2 separate regions of the Urocitellus parryii genome follow, and region 1 is linked to region 2. The links are chromatin contacts, called in public Hi-C maps. All regions are on one chromosome and are shown on one strand. Each heading gives the region's core, a stretch centred on a gene start, on an enhancer-like site or on the middle of the called end of the contact. The rest is flanking DNA. Distances are from core to core; before and after follow the strand shown.

Region 1 (4,214 bases), core at 1,576-4,075, 200 kb after region 2:
CTACTCCCAAGGCGTGGTCACTGGAGGGCCTACCTTCTAAGAGCCACCTTTCTCTCCCTCTGTTAAGATCCATAAGCCTGGAAGTTCTAAGAATGCTCCTTCAAATGGGCAGAGACTGTATTCAGCTACTAGAGCTGAGGAGTCAGATTTTCTTACAATAAAGGGACAGCACTGAAAAAAATATGGCCTTGGGGCTGGGGATGTGGCTCAAGCGGTAGCGCACTCACCTGGCATATGTGCGGCCAGGGTCGATCCTCAGCACCACATACAAACAAAGATGTTGTGTCTGCCAAGAACTAAAAAATAAATATTAAAAAAAAAATTATGGCCTTTGGAATCACATGAGCCTGGACATGACCTCCAGCCAGGACAAATTCTTGTCCCAGTTTTTTCACAAATTGAGAATATGGATAATATATAGCTTGCAGAGTTCTGGGGAAGAGTAACTTGAACACCACCTTTTCCCTGAAGCCTTCCCAGTTTAATGCTTACATCTGCCTCAGCCCTTTAAAACAGCAATTTGGTGAGATCAATCACATTGCCTAATGCTGCTGGTTTTCTGTGCTGACTTGGAAACTTAAGTTTAGAGACTCTTTAAACCGACTCACTCCTAAGGACCAGTTGATCTGACACTGATAGTCTCTTTTTCTGTTTGTTTGCAATGCAGCCCAGGGCCTCTTGCATACTCAGCAAGCACTCTGCCACTGAACTACATCCCCAATCCCATTGATAGTCTCTTATAAAAGATTATGATTCCAGTCTGACACTATGGCCATACAATCTTAATGTTTTGACCGATCTCTGCTGCAATTCCCTTCATCTGAAAAGTGGAGAATAATTGAATCTCCCCATATCATAGGATTGTTGGGAGAAGTAAATGGGTTAATATAATACACTTACAACTATGTATCATATAGAAGCATTTGTGATTATCATCTCATGTCACCACCTTGTTTCTTCACTAAATGCTGCCTCACACCTGGAGAACTGAAGGCATATGTAAAAGCCCACCTACTAGCCTCAGCATTCTACTTATTTTCCTTTTTGAAGTCCAGGGTAAAATTTGGTATGCTCTCTACTCTCCTTTTTAATTTTCTACCACTCCATTTTTTTTGAGGGGGGGGACTGAGCACATGGGATGGCTAAGCACAGCTCTATCCCTCCTAAAAACATGTTTCCAGGAACCTATTGGGCCACTTCTAACCGCTAGATGGTCACGTTACAGGGTGATTATTTCCTTAGGCAAGCAAATGCTTCAGCCCTCTAATACAAGATTTCCTGGGGTTGGGATATCAACAGGAAGTCCTGCAGAGAAGAGCTCTGCCAAAACATTCATTCCAAGGAACTGACTGGTAAAGCAGCAAATTTGTCCAGTCCTGTACAACATCCTGCAGCTCCACTTGTGGCCCACTGCAGACCTCACCCACAGATGGACCACTGGTGATCCTACCCCTCTGGATTCTTGGGACAGGAAGATCTATAGATAAGGTCATCCCAATGTAAGAAAACTATAAGAAAAGTTGCATTTACAAAGTGGTTGGGCCATTTATTGGTACTAGGGAAAGTGTTTCTTTACAGGAGGAAAGGAACTCTTAACACTAAAGTCTTTTCTTTTTTTCTTTTGCCTGAGGATTGAACCCAGGGTTTAGCAAATTCTAGGCAAGCATTATTATTTTTTTTTAATTTGTCCTAGCCCCCAGGCTGACCTCCAACTTACGATCCTCCTGCCTCAACCTCCAGAGTAGCTGGGATTACAAGTGAAAAGTCTCAACCCATTTTATGCGAACTTGAGCCCAAACTCTCCATATGTACACAGGTTAATGACGATCAGGAACAAATACTTGAGTTAAATAAATTGAACCAAATATTCCTAGTACAAACTGATAAAGGAAAGGGAGGAGAAGGCAACGTTACAGCTTTTACACAATGCTTCAGGCAAAAACAGCTAACAATCCCCACTGTCTCCCAAGGTAGTCATTTAATAGTCAGTGATCCAAGTTCTAAGAAAATGTCCTGGAAAACAGGAACAAACTTCCTCACTCCCGCTACTGTGACCTGCAATTAAGAAGCCAAGTTTTTAAGAACCCAAGACCGGTGCTCTTGGCAAGGGCATTCAGAATCTCCAGTATGAGGCTTCAACTTTCTCATCTGTAAAAGGCAGACGCGGCGAGATCTGCTAGGCATCCAAATCAAAGTCATCGCGCTCCTCATTGTATTCCAGCACGTGCCTCTTGATCTTGGAAGAGTCGACCCAGGTGACAAAATCCTCCATGCTGCGAGTGACAAGGAAGGCGGGATCGGTAACCACGTCCGGGCCGACACGCACGTGGCCCTGCTCCACGAAAGTTACGGCAGCCTGGAGATGCTGTGCCATGCGCAGTTTGAGGAGCACTGTGGGAAGGCGGCGGCGACAGAAGGATGAGGCTGTGACGAAATCGCAGAGCTCGAGCGATCCGCGCGTCGGCACCAGACCGAGAGCATACAGCTTGTCCAGAAGGGCGGCAGAGGCACGCACGCGAAACGGGTCACGCTCGGGGAGGTCGCGCAGTCGCCGCGCCAGCTCGCGCACCGCGCGGCTCAGCTGGTTGTACCGGGTGTAGTCTTCGCGCCGCTGCAGACGGTAACGCCGCAGCACGCGCAACTCGTGCAGGTTGTGGTCAGTGACTTCCCAGTTCAGGAAGTCCACCTGCTTCAGTAGCTTCTGCTCGTGGAACTTAAGCTTCCGCACCATGATGGCGGCAGCCGAAAGAGGGACAAGCTAAATTGAAAGCGCGTTCAGACGCCCGAGCGACTACCGCAGCGACGCCTGAATACCGAGTTTCTGGAAGGCCCTGGGCCAATGAAAGAAAGGCTAGAAGCCACGCCCCCCAACCCCATTGGTCAGAGTTGGGCCACACCTTTGCATCGGTATCTCGCGTTTCTTGTGTCGTTCTCGTGGGCGGCCGGGGTGGGGGGAGGCGTGAGAAGTGCCCCTGGTGGGTAGTGAAGGAGAATCCAGGGGCGACCTTGGGCATCATAGTAACCGAGAATGCATCCTCTAGTGCAGTAACAATTTTCTCTCAGATTTCTACCCTTTGGGGACTCTCAGCAGAGGCTTTCCCCGAAAACCTGGGGGGGCCAATTCCGCGGGAGGGGAGTGATGACCGCCTCTTTAAGTTGGGTTCACTGCGCTCGCGACTACCCTGCGGCGGAGGCTGACCGAGCAGTCAGTCTTTCGCCTGCGACTGCTAGGTCTTTCACCGGGCGAGCAGAGCGGTTTCTCCTTGCCAAATAGGGCTGGACTGCACTAAACCTATGGCATGCGGATTCCCTGGCCACTTCCTACACTGATAAGATCGGAATCTATTGCGGAACTGTCTGCAAATCCTGTATTTTTAATTTTTTCTCCTCCCTCCCCAGCCCCGTGGTATTGGGTATTGAACCTGGGGTGCTCTGCCACGGAGATATATCCTCAACCCTTATTTTATTTTTGAGATAGGGTCTCACTAAATTGCCCGGGACTCGAACTCGCTATCATCACTCAACCTATCTAGTTGCCGGGATTACAGGCGTGTGCCACTGCGCCTGACTGGAAATCTTTATTTTTAACAAGTGCCAGGTGGTTTCACGAAATACAGCGAATTTGAGAAACTTGGACTGTTAGTACAAGTCCTAACCCTTTAGTGTAGCCTCAAACGAATTAGCTTGGGTGGATTTCTGGCCACCGAGTATTGAACGCTGTTTGAGCTCGTTAGATATGTAAATTACATTTGAGCGCTGCGGGACTAACTCCCTTTTAACCTAGGCCTCTGACGCCATCTAGCTTCTACTCTGATCACTTTGGTTTTTATTGTCCTTTTTTTTTTTTAATGCAGTATTTGCTAGCTGGAAAATACATATGTAACATGTAAGTTATCGTGTATAATGCATACTCGTGTACTCAACAGCATATTTAAGTAAACATCACCAGAACAATTGAACCATTTCATTTACCTAATCCAGCTTCTTTTGGCGGTATTTTTTAGGGGCGCTCTACCACTGAGCTACATTCCCCAGCCCATCTAATTTTTTTTTTTTAATTTTGAAACAGTTTCTTACTCAATTGACCAGGCCGTTCTCGACTTTGTGATTCTTCTGCCTCAGCCTCCGGAGTTGCTGGGGTTACAGATGTGCACCACTCCGCCCAGCTCTTCTCCTGAATTTTGTGTTTATTATTTTGTTTAAAATTTTTTTCA
Region 2 (4,717 bases), core at 1,613-4,112:
CCAAGGACATTTTACTACTGAGTCACATCCCCATACATACATACATATATGTATTTATGTATATATGTACGTATGTTTTGAGATAGTGTCCCATTACATTGTCCAGACTGGCCTCGAACTTACAATCCTCCTGACTCAGCCTCCTGAGTAACTAGGATTATAGGCATGCACTACAATGCCTGGTGAGAACTAGGTTTATCATCACCATATTCCCAGTGTTTGGAACTATTTGAAACACTTTCAATAAACATAAAATACAATAATGTCTAAGAAGCTTTTCAGATGGTATCATAAAATCCCACATTATGATATGAAATGTTAAAAGTCAGGATGCAAAGTATCAAAGCAGGGCTGGGGGTATGGCTCAGTGGTAGAGGCTTGCCTAGTATGCATAAGGCCCTGGGTTCAATCCCCAGCACTGCAATAAAAAAACAAACAAGTAAAAATTTAGAAGCAATATAATCTCAACGGTAACTTTTTTTTTTACTGAAATACTGAGAATATGAATGCTGAGATGTTAATAATGGTCATCTCTAGGTGATAAGATAATGGAAGTTAATTTCTTTGTGCTTTTCTGTATTTAGCACAAGAAAAAATCATGTTTTCTGAAAACAAACTATGTAAGATGGATGTATTAGAGGTAGGGGTGCTTTTGAGGTTACTTGGGCCCCTGCTCCTCCTAGATCAATGGGGCACAGGGATTCACTCACCTTCGGGGGTCTCCTTCTCCCAGCTTGTCAGTCAGGACATAACTGGTTTTCTCACCCTCTTTGGTCAACCCCTGGTAGGGAGGGGAGAAGAGAGGGCTGAGGACTTTGGATAGTTCAAGTGAAATATAAATTGAGGGAGGCCAAGTTCCCTCAAGTGGTCCTTAGCTCCTCTCTTCAAATTAAGGCCAAGATTGACAAATTAGGGACCCCTGGTAGTAGGTGCCTCACTCTCTAGGGCAGCCAGCACCATGACCCCCAAAGAGCACTTTTTATTTTTTTATTTTATTTTTTAAAAATATTTTTAGTTGTAAATAGATCTTTTTTTATTTTATTTATTTATTTATATGCGGTGCTGAGAATCAAACCCAGGGCCTCACACATGCCAGGCAAGTGCTCTACCACTGAGCCACAACCCCAGCCCCAAAGAGCACCTTTTATTAGCAATAAAGCCCATGGTCTTGAGTTCTGGGCAGGCGTTAGGAGACCTGTGCACACCTTGAATAAATATCAGAAGGTAAACTCCATGAAGTTAGGGACAGGTTTGCTTTGTTCTCTGTGTCCCTAGACTTAGCAGACAGTGCACCAGAAGACCTCTGTCAAGCCAGTGAAGGGAGGGAAGGGCTCTGTCTTCTTTTAGGTCAGGAAGAACGACAGTCCTAAACCCAGATCCAGAGTCCAAGCCAATTTGGAATGGAAGTTGTGTGAACCAGTGAGCAAACCTCTATGTATCTTCTTCTTAATGTACATAAAGACCTATCACATAGGATTACGAAGACTAAACCTGATATAAAACTTTACAGAGTTATATCTAGGGAATGAGATGGGGGAGTAGAAGAAACCTATTACTTCAGGGGAAAATAACATAACTGTTTTATTTTATACTATCTAGAACTGTTGAAAATTCCTCCATATGCATGTACTACATATGATAAACACTAGTTTGCTATAAACTATGGACCCACCATAGTGGTATCCAAGCAGGCACTTCCCCAGTCTTGAAATCCTGAGACCAGTACCAGGCAAAACCTTAACTGTTGTTCCTTCAAGACAGAGCTGAAATGTGGTCACACCTGGCTCTAGGGCAGAGACCCTCACCTGGACAGGTTCCCCATCACGCCAGACCAGGCCTTCTCCATCACTTTCCCAGCAAAGGTGAACTTCCTGGCCCACCCATGCCTCTGGGATGTTCAGCTCCACCCTGAACCAGCAGGTCCACCATCTGCAAGAGAGTCATTTTGATGGGCCTAGGACTGAAGTCCTGTCTGTCCTCATACTTCCTTGGATTATGTGTCAGCAGGGGTTTGATACTTCCTCCAAGTATCTGAAGCATCACAAGGTACTCAGCTCTGGGCCCCAAGAAAGTAGAAACCAGTGATCAGCAAAGTGAGGAAAAGAGGCAGAGGAATCAGGGGTCCTGATCAGGAAAATAAGGGGTGTCCAGAGAGCATGAAAACTCTTCCATAGAGACTCTGAGGGACCAAGGAGCTGTTTCCAGCAGAGAGCGCTGCTCTGTCCCCAGCAGCTGTCTAGGGCAGAGGATAGACAATGAACGGCTCTGCCTCAAGGTTGTGAGCAAGCCTGGAAAGGCTTCCGTAGGCTGGGCCTTACGCACGTGGGTCCGAAGGTGTCGCCGACATGTGCGGGGCTGAAGTCCTGTTGGACTGCCTCTTGGTAGGCAAGCCTCTCCGGCGTCAGGAAGCTGGAGAGTGAGGCTACAGGGCAGCTATCCCCGAAGAGCCTAAGCGGGAGGGGACGGTGGGCGCATGCTTGAGGTCACCCCCTTTCTGCCCGTGAGCCAGCCGGCAGGTGAGGGAAACAAGCTTTCCCCCAGCTCACCGCCATGAGAACTGCCCCGCATCACATCCCATCCTCTACCCATCTCCTGTTGAGTCCCGCCCTGTCCAATGCAAGCACTCAGTCCCGCGACCCAGCTGGCTACAGCCCGTTTCCTCCTGGAAGGTAAGGCTGAAGCACGAGGGTGCAATGGGCCAACTCCTCGCAAGGGGCCACACCTGCCACGGAGGTTACAGTCAGTAAAGTAGACAGGCGACACGAATTTTTCCACCCGCTCCAGCGTGGTGCGCCAGTGCTTCAGGGCTGGCGCCGCCATGATGCGCCGCCGCCTCCTCTCCCCGGAAGGTTCTGGGTGTTGCCGGCACGGTCCACAGCCTGGAACCAAAGGTTCCGGCATCTGACGGGCGCCTTCCGGCCCGGGCAACTTTTCTTGGAACACCGGCGGCTTTGTGGGGCCCAGGCACTGTCTGAACTTCGGGTTAGAAGAAGCTAAGTTTTTGAAGCTCTCTAGTTTCCTCTGATAGCAGGCCTCAGAGTAAATCCCTAAATAAAATGGGAAGCTTGGCAAAAGCTCTATAAGGATCTTGAGACAGACTTACAACTTATTCATTTAGCACGACAAGCGGGAGCCTTAGCTGCTACAAACCCAGGGCTGTGAAGCAGCACTTTAATTCCTTTGCTTTCTATTTCCAACACCAATTCTGGTGAAAATTGTTGTTTAACCTGGAAAGTCGCCCAGATGGGTTTTTCCTGATCAGTGGACAGAATGTTAAATAATAGGAAGAGATCTGCACCACAATAAGCCTCTCTTCCATGCTTTATATTATCTACATGTATCTCAACCACTAACTCTTGTTCACCATTAGAAACGAAAAATTTTTATTTGAGATTGCAGATCAGAGTATTGGGGATCCCAATAATGTATTTCACCATACAGGACTGCAGAGTCCATGGAAGCCATAATGCCAGAAGTAATTTCATTCTCATCATCCCTACTGTACTGGAGCAACTAGTATTCTTCCTGCTTCCCCCATCTGGGTTTGCTAGAATCTTGTCTACAAAAGTACTCGGAAGGTAAAATATATACACATTAGCCCTGATATTTTAGTGGAAATACTGACCAAGTTGACAACAGTTCAAAAGCAAGTCACGTATAAATGTGACCAAGCTCAGAATGTCAAATGTGATTAGGTGCTTAGGACAATACTGTGTAGAGGCAGCAACACCTGTGGCTGACCGGGTGAGGCTAATTTTCCCCCATAGCCCCAAGTCGTCATTATCTTTCTTGAGGGGGAGCACAAGGCAATGGGTGAATTATTGCTGAGAAAACCTCAAGGTTTTTTTTGTCCCACTGGGGATCAGAAGTCAGGACCTGTCCCAGCTTTGACCTAGAACCTCCTACTCCCACAGGGCTCTTTTTGCCATTCATCTGTTGTCACCCTGTAACACAAAGCCTAAAAACAGAGATATACCTTGTGTTTTGAAAATCCAGGAGCCAAACTTTTTCTTTGTGTTGGTGTTGGGGATTTTTAATTAAAAAGTGAACAAAAAAATACACAAAACACTCTTGATTACAACTGTGACTAGTATGATTAGGGTGATGGTTGCTGGAAAAAAAACCCACCAGATGACTGAGGGCTAGTTAGTCTTTGTTCAGAAAATCAAGGTTATTCACATATAAAATTCCTTATCATTCATGTTTAAATGTATGCCAATTTTATGTGATTAAAAAAATCTATCTCACACTTGGAGTTGCTAAGGAAATTGATCAAATTCTCTCCCTCCCAAGCCCACTTGTACCTCATACCTTATACATACTTCTTTCAAATACTGGTTTGGTATTTTAAGTTGTTCACTCTCATTCCCAATAAGGAGAAGATTAAAAAAAATAGTTGTAAATACAAGCTACATAGCTTAACAAACACCCAATATAAAAAGTATTTCAAGAGAGAAATACATACTAAAAGATTGAAGTATTCTATTTTTAAATTTTTGGGTATTTTGACTTGGGAGGAGTGCAAGTGACTAATGACTACTTAAAGCAAAATTCTGTTTGTACCCTGAAAAAGGAACTGAAGCCAGAATCACTGCTTCACAGCTGTTCTCTGGTGAGGATAAGGGACTTGGGTTGAGAATTTATTCCTTAAGTAAGAACCAAGCTTTATTTATGTACAAAAAAAAAAAAAAAAAAAAAAAAGAAAGAAAAAGGAAAA

Evidence for each region. A called contact is a pair of places that touch in the nucleus more often than the background predicts.
Region 1: a contact with region 2 is called in a Hi-C map of muscle, with 4 times the contacts expected there. The contact joins the promoter of Imp3 here to the promoter of Man2c1 in region 2. A contact is called at or near these places in 2 of 2 Hi-C or Micro-C datasets (liver and muscle).

The regions. Positions count from the first base shown.
Region 1 is chr6:118,535,705-118,539,918 of mUroPar1.hap1, forward strand. It overlaps Imp3 (IMP U3 small nucleolar ribonucleoprotein 3), which reads right to left and starts at 2,826. Exons shown (of 1, transcript XM_026387822.2): 1 at 1,839-2,826. The coding sequence starts at 2,731. The coding sequence ends at 2,177.
Region 2 is chr6:118,332,200-118,336,916 of mUroPar1.hap1, forward strand. It overlaps Man2c1 (mannosidase alpha class 2C member 1), which reads right to left and starts at 2,863. Exons shown (of 25, transcript XM_077800024.1): 1 at 2,723-2,863; 2 at 1,806-1,929; 3 at 711-781. The coding sequence starts at 2,820. It overlaps Sin3a (SIN3 transcription regulator family member A), which reads right to left. Exons shown (of 21, transcript XM_026387773.2): 21 at 4,009-4,717.